Regions from separate parts of the Mus musculus genome. Here region 1 is linked to region 2. A link is a contact called in public Micro-C data. All regions are on one chromosome and are shown on one strand. Each heading gives the region's core, a stretch centred on a gene start, on an enhancer-like site or on the middle of the called end of the contact. The rest is flanking DNA. Distances are from core to core; before and after follow the strand shown.

The links. Hi-C and Micro-C count contacts between places; a contact is called where the count stands out from the background.
Region 1: a Micro-C map of stem cell-derived neural progenitor cells shows a contact between it and region 2, with 3 times the contacts expected there. The contact joins the enhancer-like site here to the promoter of Plpp4 in region 2. A contact is called at or near these places in 3 of 39 promoter capture datasets (embryonic stem cells, epiblast stem cells and neutrophils), 5 of 484 Hi-C or Micro-C datasets (the G1E-ER4 cell line, cerebral cortex, stem cell-derived neural progenitor cells and 2 more) and 3 of 115 datasets of contacts at active chromatin or transcription factors (SST interneurons, embryonic stem cells and neural progenitor cells).

Annotation. Positions count from the first base shown.
Region 1 is chr7:129,305,656-129,312,446 of GRCm38.p6, forward strand. It overlaps Plpp4 (phospholipid phosphatase 4), which reads left to right. Exons shown (of 7, transcript NM_001080963.1): 2 at 1,969-2,077. Among named protein-coding and RNA genes, the nearest start is that of Plpp4, 52 kb to the left of the region's middle. Within about 2 kb of position 1,681, at least 24 of the 459 cell types and tissues checked have an H3K27ac peak or open chromatin away from gene starts, as enhancers often do. A contact at or near this core is called in cerebral cortex, neural progenitor cells, stem cell-derived neural progenitor cells and 1 more, where this site is marked.
Region 2 is chr7:129,254,568-129,261,704 of GRCm38.p6, forward strand. It overlaps Plpp4 (phospholipid phosphatase 4), which reads left to right and starts at 2,527. Exons shown (of 7, transcript NM_001080963.1): 1 at 2,527-2,602. The coding sequence starts at 2,547.

The sequences.
Region 1 (6,791 bases), core at 431-2,930, 50 kb after region 2:
TGAAACCCCAGGGTTGTCAATCAAGAAAATTAAGTCATCAAGTTTCTTGAAGTCAAGAATTCAGGTCCCTTAAGGGATTACTGGCGTCAGAGCTGGAGCCTGGGACCTGGAGAATGGTTTAAAATCCACACCCCCAGGTCCTATCCATACTGTTTATGGATACCATAACATACATCTGGCTAACAAGCCTCCAGAAGTTCTCACCCATCTCCAGCTGTGGCCTCTGATTTAGTTCCAAGCTGCCCCATTGCACCTGTGTACACTGCAGCCCCACAAAGGGCAGTGCTTTACTAAGTGGCATAGAGCAGCTTCATGGGAGGATCGTGCCACGGAGCAGTTCTCTGGTGCCCAGGGAAGTGCTCTTCAGATCCTTGCTTTGGAGAAAGTACACAGGGCCATAGCAGTTTTGCAGACCAGGTTCTTGACACACTTGGGATCCCATTCTACAATAGACACATTCTGGGCACAGGTTGGTGAGGGTTTGGCTGGTCTCTATGACAATTACTACCCTGGCAAATGTTTTCCAGGTGACTCTTTCATTTCAGGTGGAGGTGCTATTGTCACAGGGCTAAACAGATCTGTCAAAGACAGCTCTATTTATTTTTTATTTTTGAATTCCTAAGTACACAAATTCTTGGCATTTAAAACCCCACCGACAGTTAGATGTGAGGATGCAGAGAAGAGAGAATAGAAGGAAGGGCAGGAAGGCATATAGAAACAGGCATGGAGGATTATGGGTTCTTATAGATGCACATTAGAATTCACTGGGACGCTGGTCTGTTTGATGGTATTACTGTGAAGCTGCTCAGAGTGTATGTTAAGTTTGGCAGTATCAGGGCTTCCTAGTGGGGCCAGCTCTCCTAGGAGGCTCTCAGTCCACAGTCCTTGTATACTCACTGCTGAAAACGTGCATGAACGTGCAGACAGACTAAGGTCATATGACACCCAAGTTTAGGATACATAGTGAGGTTCCAAGGTGGACAGTTCTGCTAGAACCTCGCTCTTGGATGACTGTCCCTTTTTTGCCTAAAACAAGGAGAATTTCTGGATCCAGGACTAAAATAGGGGTGACTATGGGAAGACCCAAGTTTCTAGATCCTTTTGGCTCAGGATCAAAATTTCTCAGCCAGGCAGTGGAAGACTGGAACTTCTTGATGTTCCAGCTTCCAACAATTCATGCTTGAAACCATTCTGAATGAAATTTAGGTGGAGGCAGGGCTGGAAATGCTGGGCAAAGGCCGTTGGCTGAAGTCTGATTCATAATATTGCCTGTCTCCCAACCCCCATCACTTTTTTATTTAAGGCTTGCTTTTGGTTGTCCAACTAATGAAGAGCTAGCCCAGGCTGGGGATGTGCTAGATTACCATGGCAGGAGTAGTTCTCAGAGGGTAAAAAGACGAAGAGGGAAGATGCCTAGAGCTAGCCCATTAGCAGACTGAAAACATCCCGTCGCCTCACCTCATCCTTCCACTGCCCCCTAGTGGAGGTGAAGCAGCATCATGACCTCATCTGGACAATGGGAGGGAGGGCGGGGAAACATCCTGTCCCCTCGTTAGGTCCAGGGAACCTGCTGAGTCCACTCCTGTTTCAGATCTTTGTTCTCAGACACTGTGCTCACAGCCTGGCCGGGCCCTGGCCCCAAGTGAGCCGCTGTGTGATACTTGAGCTTTCAGCTCACGTTGGGAGCCTGGGTTCTTAGAGTCTTTGCAAAGCTGTTTCCTGGCTGTCTCCTTAGCCAGGGAATGAGTCCTTACTGCCATGGGTGACAGGATGCTAGAGTCTCTGTTGCTTTGTCTTTCTCTGGTTGGAACTGGCTGAGGCTCATCATCAGAGGCTCCTTGTTTCTCCCCTTCCCAGAAGTCGGGAAGACTCTTCTGGGGGCATGCAAACTATGGCTTCCCCTGGGAAGCCCTTTCCACGGCCCCTGAGTGCTCAGCTGTCATGTCCTTTTTCTCTGTTTTGTTTCAGTTTTACAGAATTTTTGGATCCATTCCAGAGAGTCATCCAGCCGGAAGAGATCTGGCTCTATAAAAATCCTTTGGTGCAGTCAGACAACATACCTACCCGCCTCATGTTTGTAAGTACCACGATTTGGTGGCCAGTGTGTCCACTAGCCCACCTACACACCAAATGGGCTTTGACCTTTGCTGTGCTAGGCTGAAGACAGTAGGCAACTTTAGAAAAAGAGGAAGGTAGCGCATCCAATTGAAACTCGCTTCCAGAGCATGACAGGCACCGATTGCTCACTTGAGAGACTGTGACTGTCCAACACTTCAGAAACAGAGCGGATTTGCCTACCTGACTTAAGTTGAATGTTTCCGCATAGTGACAGTGTAGTAAAGTCAGACTGGAAGCTAGTGACAAGAATTTACCGTCCCTTCTCCTTTCAGGATAAGCCTGAAAATTTCCAACTTGGGCAATACAGAGAGCTCTGCTAACCACTTGTCTGGTGATAAGATGACCCTTTGGTAGGCTGAGGTATGACTCATTAGGTAAAATGTTTTCCACCCAAGTGTAGAACTGGAGATCAAATCCCCTGTATCTATGTAAATGCTGAGTGGGTTTGATGACCAGTCTGTAATCCCAGCACGTGAAAGGCGAGTCTCAGCAAGTGTGCTTGCTAGACTAGCCAAATCACTATGTATGCGATAAGTTCAAGTGTGAGACCTTGACTCAATATGTAGGGTGGAGCACCATTGAAGAAGGCATTTGATTTCAACTAGTGACCTCTATACATGCTACATACACATGCCAAAAGGAATATATACATTTACACCATATACCCGGACATATACAAACAAACAAAGGACAGCCTACCCCATATCAAACACTAGATGTTATCTGCATCTCCTAGAACAAATGAGGAAACACCTAATCAAGTGACAGAGTGGGGTTACTCTTCCCTCCTCTTACCACACGGCAATTATAGCCTTTCCCTTTCCCTCCCTGTGTGCCAGTGCATATTAGAGACTACATTATATGGTCCTAGACTATGTCAGAGAGGAAGGGGTCATTACTATTCACGGCTTTCAGGGTCAGAAGTTCATCCCAGAGAGATGAAGGAATGACCCTGATGCCACAGTTAGTGGGTGACAGTGTATGATCTGGGTAACCAACTATGGAGCTCAACTGTCCTCCTTGAGACTTTCCTGGATGTTTGAGTCGGGAACTCCTTACTAGTGCTGTTATTCTTGGAGCATTGCCAGTGAGCAGCTCTGTAGCAGAGGAAGCCGTCACGTGCTGCCCCTTCACTAGGAACAATAACAAAACTTTCCTATGGGCTGCCTAGTGGATGGGAGGTGATTCCTTTTTGACCCACCATGACTGTTCCAGAACATTCACGACACACATTGGACTATTTGAAAGAAATGGTGTTATTTCACGGAGTAAAGTGTTTTAAGTAATGACAGTTGGAAAGATACCCATATCTGCAAATGAAGATGGCTGCTAACCTGCATGGACAGTCAGGTGTTAAGAAAATGGCTGCTACTTTGTGTGCACAGTCAGGTGTTATGAAAATGGATGCTACCCTGTGTGGACAGTGAGGTGTTATTATAGTTGCTTTCATAATTACTTTTCAGCTTGGAAAAAGAAAATAGGTTTCTGTAAATCTTAGAGAAAGTGAAATATTAAGGTCGGTTGGCAGTAGGGCATAACAAATACTCACGTATTACAATAAGATTCGTTTCCAATTCTATTCTAACTCAATAAATCCTAGATATGAACGAACTGGTATGTGGCTAATGTCTTCACAGCACAATTAGGGGAAAGCGTCTGTTTATCACTCAGACCCGTTCTTCCCAGGGCTTCACATTTCATGTGCAGTAAAAGGCAATTTGGAGATGAATGCTCATACAGGACACCAAGAGGAATTTGCAGCTCCGGCCTGGATTTATGAACAATGGATTGTTTTGAAGACTAAATGCAGACACCACAAGTGTTCTAGCTACAGACACAAGTGGGCTGAAACAATTTGCATATTGCCAGTGGTTGGAATGAGATGCAAAAAGGGCATCCAGCACCACACTTTCTGGAAGCTAGAAGTCGATTTGACTTCCTGGACTGGCTCACTCTCTAATCTTAAAATAAAACAAGCTCAACCTTTTCCTTAGTTAATAGTGGGTGATGAAGGACACTCTATCAGCTACAAATCCAGTGCAGCCCACAAGAGCAACAGGAGAGCAGAAACATCATTTAAAATACCCAAAACGCAAAGGTGGAAAATACTTTGTCATCCCATAATTAGATTTATTCTCCTAGACTTTATGAAGAGCTTAATAATATCTATTGTTTGTCAGCTTTGGGCCCTCAGATTTCCCAGTGTCTTCAGGAGAATTTTGACTAGAGAACATAGTCTCACTGATATCTAATCTAGGCCAGTCCCCTTGGAAGCTCAAATTCTACTCATTTGTTTAGTGTGTGTGTGTGTGTGTGTGTGTGTGTGTGTGTGTGTGTGTGTGTGTATGTGTGTGTGTGTGTATGCACACATGCACACATGCCGTGGCATGCTTGCCACAGTCAGAAAGCAACTTGGGAGCATTGCTTGGTTCTTTCCCTTATTCTATGTAGATTCCTGTGATGAAACTCAGGTAGTAGAGATTTGCATAGTGTGCCTCTATTGGCTTATCCACCTCACTGGCCTAAATTTTCTTCCGTATGGAAAATCTTGGGTCTTTTCGTAGGTTGGAATGTTCTTATCTGAAGGTGAATTTTCCTACTTTCTAACTGAAATGCTTTCTTAGGGAGCCTTGACCCAGGTGCTTCCTTATCCAGTAATTCATGGCCCCAAGTCATAAGTCATGAGTATGCATGCACGAGCTCGCATGTATGAGCATGCATGTATGAGCACACATGTATGAGCACACATGCATGTGTGTTTGTGTGTATCAAAACTCTTGGTCAAATGTAACCAGAAAAATAATATAGGTTTGGTGATTGAGTCAAGTGCAGTCAGAGTAGAATAAATAGTAATGACATCCTCAGAAAAGCCCCAACTCACACTTGACCTGCCTGTGACTCCTTCAGTGCAGGAGACAGGTTGGGTATGGTGGACTGTCCAACGCCAAGAGCTTCTTTTTTGCCAGGATGGATCTGTGTTCTTGTTGACCAGAAAGACAAGGATTCTTTTCAGAAGCACCGAGTCTTGACTTAGCATTTCCCCATTATTCACAAGCAGCCAGCCCATTGCCAGAGGCTGTGTTGTTATTCAAAGGAGGTCACCATCTCTTGCTGAGTGTGTATGTGGGATTATCAGAGCATGGCTAAACACCTGCTCTTGGTGTAGCTTTGTCAGCTGGTTATGGATGCTGCTCAGTGTACCCCCCATTAATGTTGTGTTGTGTATTCAGGGCATACTTCCAAAGAACATGTTGTAGCTAGGGAGACAATAAAGGCTGTGGAGACTAGGAAGTCAGGTCAGGTATGCAACATATCTGCAGAGACCCTGCGTATATACTCTGATATAAAATAGGGTCTGGAAAGGTCAGAGAGGAGATTCAGGTACACTTCTATGTTTTGTTTTGTTTTTTTTAAATCATCTTTACCATTGTCTTAGAGTTTTATTGCTGTGAAAAGACACCATGACCAAGACAACTCTTATAAAGGAAAACATTTGCTTGGAGCTGGCTTACCATTTCAGAGATATGTTCCACTATTATCATGGCAGAAAGCATGGTGTATGCAAGCAGACAGGGTGCTGAAGGAGTTGAGAGTTCTGCATCTTTATCCAAAGGCAGCAGGAGACTGTGTGCCACACTGGCCAGACTTCAACATATATGATATCTCAAAGCCCACCTCCACAGTGACACACTTCCTCTAACAAGGCCACACCCCCTAAGAGTGCCATTTCCTATGGGCCAAGCATTCAAACACATGAGTCTATGGGAGCATTCTTATTCAAATTACCACAATCATCATCACCACCGCCATCATCCCTTACCCATACTCATCACTACCATCACTGTGAATGACCTCAGCAGCCATTGTTTCTTGAGGTCAGTACCTGTGTTCATCACATAGCAAGCAGCATCCCTGCTAATGCTTCTCAGGATCTCTCACAGCACCATGTTTCATCAACTCAGTAAGTTCAGGATGAAAAAAAACAAACAACATTACCAAGGGCTTACAACTCTTTGAAGCTAGACCAAACCCTCTCAGGACACTGAGAGGTCATTATGCTGTGTGGCCCCTTTCGGACTGGGGTGAGGTGGAGAGGTGGTGCCAGCATGTCACACTCAGAGAGTGCAGATATAAAAGTTCTAAAGTGGGAGAACAATGCCCTGGAGACCCATTAAGTCAGAGTTGATTTGAGGGTGTATATATAGGGTGAGTGGGGCAGAGGAGGCAGAAGCAGAACCAGATGGTGGATGCCTTCAGATTGATAATGATGGTGATGACGATGATGATAATGATCACTACCCAGGCAGGCATGAAGCATCTGCCATGAGCCAAGCCCAGGGCGAGGCCATAGGGATGCAGAGCTGAATCGACGTGGTGTCTATTCTCTCGGAGGCACAGACACAAATGTCAACTGGCAAGTTCAGCCTTGCTGGAAAACCATTGAAGAGCAATTTAAACTTTACTAGGAAACTGAAAAGAGAGCTCTGCAAAATTTCTCCTTGCCTCTCAAGGAAATATCCAGCCAAGACTCATTCCCTTTGTCTCTTCTGGTTCTGCCCAGGGCACACCTGATTTTATCTCTCAGAATCTTCCTGTCACTGGGATGATTTGCTAGGAGGGTTTCCTATTCTGGGATGCTTTTAAGGAAGATAGGAACTAGTCAGTTCGGGGAG
Region 2 (7,137 bases), core at 1,277-3,776:
TTTTATTGTTATATTTTTGTCTCTCTCTCCTTTCTTTCTTTCTTTCCTTCTTTCTTTCTTTCTTTCTTTCTTTCTTTCATTCTTTCTTTCTTTCTTTCTTTCTTCCTTCCTTCCTTCCTTCCTTCCTTCCTTCCTTTCTTTCTTTCTTTCTTCCTTTCTCTCTCTCTCTCTCTCTCTCTCTCTCTCTCTCTCTCTCTCTCTCCCTCTCTCTCTCTCTCATTCTCTCTTTCAGAACAGTAGTATTTGGTTTTACCCTAGGTCCCTGGGCTATCAAGTCTCAGGTTCTTGGTCACTCCAAGCAGTGTCAGGTATGGGCTCCATCTCACGGAGTGGGTCTTAAGTCTAATCAGACATTAGTTGGTTACTCCCACAAGCTTGTGCCAACATTGCCCTAGCAGATCTTGCAGGCAGGACACCATTGTAGATCAAAGGGTTTGTGGCTGGCTCTTGGTGTTTACATTATTCTTTTGGCTCAAAGTCACTTCTTAACTGTAGCAATGAAGTCGCACACCTTTTCAGGTTCTCTCTCCAGGTAACTCTCTTACAGATAAGAAATGAAAGCCATAATCTTCATCCTGACATGGCAATCGCACATACCTATAAGCCCAGCTTTGGAAGGCAGAGGCAGGAAGGTCAGAAGTTCAAGGCCAATGTAAGCTACAGAGATTTTGAGGTCAGTGTGATTGAAGTGAGATGGTGCCTCAAATAGACAGCAAATACAACGTAAACATAAGATTCACAATTGTAGTCTCTGCTATAGACTCTGGTGAGTAGGTAGGACTGCCACAAGGAGGTCCTCACCACCCACCTAATCTTGTCTTACTTCTCTGTGTGATTGGTGGAACCCCTCTTCTCCAGGGCGAAATACATTATGAGTCCTAGCATCCAGCACCCCACTTTGCACAGCTGCCTGGTTAATGCTTACAGTTAAGTGAAGTCTCTGCTCGCATTCTTGTTATCACTCCACTCAGAACACAGCTACCGGGCAACCTCAGCCGTAGGGTTTCCGGTACAACTTGGTCAAGCTGTGGGAAGAGAGTTGTCTTCATAGGAATGCTAGGCCCAAGTCATGGAGAACAGAGCCACTTCCTCCTCCTTCCACATCTCTCCTGGTCTCCCTGAACATGATATCCCATGTGCCTGATGATCTATACATGCACTGCTCACGTGCCAAAGCCCTCCACAGACAGCAGACACTGCTTCTGTATCTTCAATTGCTGGGATGGTGTTCCTTCCACACAGCCTGGATCCCTCCCCACTGAGGCGCCTGGGCTCAGCTGTCTAAGGGCTGGCATGTGCCATTGGCAACAGGGTCTGCTTTCTACCTACTCCTACTTGGGTCCAAGTGGGAAATCTAGATCCCCAGGACCGGGAGCCAACTTCTAATCCATCCCTGCTCACAAAATCCTGAGAGGTCTTTCCTAGAATCCAAGAAAGATCCAAGTTCCCCAGAGACAACCCTACAAGTATGATTAATGACTTCTACGGGTGATGCAAATGCAAAGCCAAGACCAAGCCGCCGGTCCCAGGCTTGTGGTTGTCACCCCCAGGCCACCATTTATTTATATTTGAATTTCTGACTGAGTACTGAGACCAAGGCTCCTGCTTCTACTTGTTGCCTGATGATAGCCTGCTATGTGCAGGCAGGGATGCTAAGAGAGCTGCTGTTCATATCCACAGCACAGCAGCCCCAAGCCACTGATGGTGTTGGAGGATGCTGGAGGAGAGGAGAGGGTCCTCAGATACTACATAACAATGGTGGCATAAGAGGGCGGGGACCAAGTTCACATTGGCCCTCAGTTTGTGTCAGGGTTTTTGTATTCCAGTCTGGCACCTTCTGAGAGAAAGCAAAGATTGGGAGCAATCTTCTGGGAACTTTCTAGAATCAGGGGTGGGGAAAAGAAAATCTGAGGTTGGTAAGACCTAAGAGGGTCAGAAAGCAGAAAGGAAGAAGCGCTCCCAGGTGGAGCCAGAGAATGCCAGGGCTGTCCTGAGTGTGAGAGAATCCCCAAAGCGCCCATCTCCATGTCCACGTGCGGGTGTGCGAAGAAAGAGCAGAGAGCCAGAGCAGGAGTCGCAGGCTGGAGAGGAGGCGCGCAGCGGCCGCCGGCGGAGCGTGCTGCTGGGCGCGGAGCCCAGGGGCGGCCCAGTAGCCGGGAAGCCGCGCAGCGCGCCGGGAGGGAGGCGGCGGCGACGACAGCAGGGCATCCCCCAGGCTTCCCCTCCTGGGTCCTGGGCGCCAGGCGCAAACCCAGGACACAGAAACAGCACTGATCGCAAGTGAGCAGTGAGTCCCTGACGCGCCCCTGATCGGCGTTATCAGGAGTGGGACCTGAAGAGGCTGGTGTCTGGGTGTCCGGGAGCCCAGAGCGGGAGGCTGGGACTGAGCCCTCCCCGCCGCCCCCACCCCGCGCCCGCCTCCCGCCCCCGCCCGCGGCCTGCAGCGCGCCTCCCTCACCGCCCAGGCTCCGGAGAGCCGCTCCGGCCGAGCCGTGGGAGCCACGGACAGCGCCAGCTGCCGCTGCGGGAGCTACTCCGGCTGCACCATGCGGGAGCTGGCCATCGAGATCGGGGTGCGAGCCCTTCTCTTCGGGGTCTTTGTGTAAGTAGTGGTGCACCGCGGGAGGGGACCTAAAGACTCAGCCTCTGGGAGCCCCAACTTTGTTTGCGCTGCTGTGTCTCGCCGGGGCCTGGGTTCGAGATTCCCTCCTTGGTTGGTGCCGGGGATGTTCCATACGGGATCAAAAGAAATCCTCTCCTCCTTTTCTTGGGACCCTCAGCGCACAGTAATCCTAGCATGCCCAGGACTGAGACCTGCTTCCGTAGTAGCTCCTAGTCTGGAAGCAAGTCTGGCGGCCCTAGCTCCGATGCCCCAAGTCTGATCCTTTCACCAGCCCCGCGCACACCTGTCCCTGGAATTTAGGCTGCTCCTTAAGACCAGGACAGGCAGCCTGGCTCGTGCCCTAGGGAAGTTTCTCTCTCTCCTGTGATCTTTGAAGCTGATGATGGCAGTTTTTACTCTTGGCCCCTTCTCCCGACACCCCATGCTGTGCCCAGGCAGCCAGGGTCAGCCTAGGTCTCCTTCTATGTCCCTGGTTCCTGAACTGACAGCCCTACAGAGCCTCAAATAGGTGTCTGCGTTACTTCTCTGCCTGGAAAACTGTTGCCATGGAGGGTTGAGCAGGTCAGGATCTGCAGCAGGCTGCGGGGCTCAGAACACCAGGAGCTCCTTTTACATGTGACTGGCAGAAGCCCTTTGGGGACAGCATTGAAATGTTCAGGTGGCACCTAGGAATAGTCATTTCGGAAAAAAGGAGGGAGCCTGGTGCCATTTCTTCAGAAATGTCTGTGCTCGGGCTCCCCCAAGGAGCTTTCTCGGCTTTCTAGTCTCTTGGGTTCAAACCCACCTAGCAGGTAGCCTTAAGTTACCAAGGGGGTAACTGCGGGTTACCACGGCTGACACATCTGCACTGTTACCCCCAGTAGTAGGTCAGGTTTTCTCTTTCCTACCCATGGCTGGCTGACACATTTTATATATTAAAGTTGCACGGACTTTCTCGATTTACTGGAGTCTTGGTGTGTGTGTGTGTGTGTGTGTGTGTGTGTGTGTGTCCCATCAAGGCAATCAAGAAGCACCCCTCCCAATAAATTTCTGCCCCAACCATGGCAGGTAGGCAAGTGTGTAGTATAAAAGACTACTTCTGCACCTTGGGGTATATGCATAGAAAGGAATGCTTTTTAAATTTTATTTATTTATTTATTGTGTGTGTGTGTGTGTGTGTGCGCGCGCGCGCACATGCGTTTAAATTAGGGATTAAATTCATCCTGAGGATTCATTCATACCATCAGAAAAGACTAGGAGCTTTCCAGATGTGGGCCACCCCCTCCCCTTTCTGCCTGAACACTAGTGTTATTCACTGGGAACAGGGAGAAGGAACTTCAGTTGGATCTTGATGCATATGAAAAGAATCAAGCCCCTCCCCCTTCTTTCTCTCTGTCTTTCTACCTTTGGAGTAAACCTTCAAAGGCCTGGCTGCCGGTTGATTGCATGGGGGGCAGTTTTGGGTTGGCAGATAGGCTAAAACCCCACTCAATGATTAGGTGTTAAAAATGATAGACTGATGGTTAGTGCATGGTAGAATCTAACATTTGTTGGGGGGGGAATGTCTGTACAAAAGTAATGCAGGAATAACATGAAATAGGCTAGAAGGCTCTCTGCTTTAATTGCTTCCGGGAAGATTTATTTTAAAAGGGTCTAACCACATGCAAAATATTTATATGTTTTCACATTTCCTTTCAAACAGTCTTCCAAACACGTATGAGATGTTTTCAAATCTACAATGGCTCGTTTAGTGAATTAGAAAACTTGGTAAATTTTGTTTGTGTGTCTGGCTTTTTCTAAGAACATCATGTAAAAAACAAAACAACTAACCAACCAACCAACCAACCAATGAAATCACCCATCACTTTTCAGTGTTTTCCCCAAAGGCCCCTCCTGTGTTCTTTAGTGCGGGATCTATAATCACCTGCCACCACAGGATACATATGGACATTGATTGCATTTTGGCATGATTCTTGAGTTTCATATGAAATTGCCAATATTATCTATAAAGACCAGATTGGCACTGAAGTCAAGCTGGGGGTGGCAGTTTATGCAGATAATGGCTTCTGGGAGAACATAGGAGGAGAGGGGACACAGATGACCTCTTGTTTCCTCGGATAAGCTTCTGGTGCCTTGGCAGAGGCTAGCTTTGGCGAGGAAGTTCTCTTCTTCCCTTTGGCAGCACTGTGGTGAGGAGGGGACTGAGTGAAGGCTCACTGCCATCAAGACTGCGTTCCCTGCAGCCCTGGGACATCGGGGAGTTCCATCCAGGCAAGTAGAATCTGGTCTGCCTGCCACGCTGACCAGTGCAGACTATGCAGTCATCACTCATTTGAACTTGGCACGGATGCCCTATCTCCCAGAACCAGAAGCTAGTTTTAGACCAGGGAGAGCCTCCCCACCTCTTGCTAGCTTATGCTCTAGAACAGTGGCTCTCAATCTTCCTCAGGCTGCAACCCTTTAATACAGTTCTTTATGCTGTGATCCTCAACCATAAGATGCTTCTTTGCTACTTCACGACTGTGATTTTGCTACTGCCATAGATTGCAATGCAGATATCCAATATGTGTGGTGTGTGATATGATATGTGACCCTTGCGAAAAGGTCATTTGACCTCCAAAGGGGTCACGACCCACAGGTTGAGAGCTGTTGCTCTAGAGAACCCTCTCCTGGAGATGTGCTTGCATCCTGATCCCCCTTCATGCCTGGCAGCAGGCATGTCCTCTCAGCTGATCCACAGACTACTCCCTGTGGACTTTAAGTGAGGCCTAATGAGATGGGCCTTGGACTCATGGGCATGTCAGCTCTCTTGCCAACACTTGAGGAAAAACCCTTTGTCCAGAAGTCCAGTTTGATGCCCAGGATTTATGCATTTAGACTCAGGGAACAGTCTGCAGATGATCTCATCCTCTGTGCCTCTGGAGCAGCCCTGCTTCAAAACTTAAACAAGCAAACGGCAACGCAAAAGAAGAACAGTGAACGGTAACTGCTGCGACTGTGTACCAACTTTAGTTTAACCGAGGGGAAGATGCTTAGGGGAACCCAGTGTGGAGGAAACTTAAGAGGGGCCACATGCAGCTTTGAGGATACAATTAGTGTGCCCTGATGCTTTTGAGACTCAAGGACCCTACTGGTTTTATCTGGGGGTTGGGGCAAGTTTTCACCAAAGACTTGAGAGAATCAGCAAGTGTTTTCACAAATGCCAGCATGATTTGAACCTTCCTCAGCAGCTCTGAGCTCCTGGTCACCATCCCTGGGCGTCAGGTTTGTTGACATTTCAGTAACTTCTACTATAATTGCCAAGATGGGAACTTTCATTTGTTGAGGGAATACTACATGAGAAGTAGTGATGAAGGCTATCACATCTTGGGAACTGAGAGATGGCTCCGGGGTTGCAAGTACTTACTGCTTTTACAGAGGACCCAAATTCACTGCCTAAGACCCACATTGGGCATCTTACCAACACTTTTAGGTCAACTCCATGGGCTATAATACCTTCTTCATGCCCTAATGGCACCTGCACTCTCACAAGTACAAACCACACACAAGCATCCACATCACACATGATATTTGTAGGACTCCAGCCTGGGCTGGTTGTGGTAGCTCAGTTTACTGCAAAGGAGGAATAATTAACCCAGGGAGTGATGAGAAGGTGGAATGGATGCCAGAGAATGATGCCCAGGGATGGCTGCTCACCTACACATCCGGTGCCAGGTGTAGGAGACAGGCCTGGGCTCAAGGACATTCCTGCAGAGTAATGGCCTGGCAGCCTGTAGGCACAATTTGGATGGAGAACAGCTCACCAGGTGTGGCTGTAGACTGTGGATTTCATGGACAAGGTGGGGAGTTTTCTGATAGGAAATGAGCTTAGGATAAGAACATAAGGAGGCCCTTTAGGGATGTGTGTGTGAGTACGTGTGTGCATGCATGCATGCATGTGTGTGTAGGCCAACGTTAGGTTTTATTACTCAGACACAGTTCACTTTTTTTCCTTTCTTTCTTTTTTATTTTTTCAACTTCATCTCTTACTGGCCCAGAACTTTCCAAGAAGGCTAGGCTAGATAGCCAGTGAGTTCCAGGGATAGACCTGTCTCCTCCTTTCCACTGCTAGGTTTATTCATGTGCCACTATGTCCAGATTTTTTGTTTGTTTGTTTGTTTGTTTGTTTGTTTGTTTAACATAGATTCTGGGTCTCAGGACCTCACCTTTGCAAGGCAAACACCTTTCAGAGAGTGTCGGCAGCCTGGCTCCAAAGGCTTGAAACAGAGCCATCTGCTCAGGTATTTGCTCAGTGGTGTTAAAGGACCATTCCACTGGTCACACAGGTTTTGTTCACTTCCAAGGGCAATTGTGTGTGACTCTGCTCCACTGCAGAGCAGCGAAGTGTGTGAGTACCTTTCTGACTTGCTCTTGTACTGTGGCTAGTCATCTCCGCACTTGCCTGCTGTTGGATTGCCAATAGTGGGACTCTAGGGTTTAGGACACATCTCCATCTTCTTTCCTTTCCCCATTGCTCCCCATATGACCTTGCCATG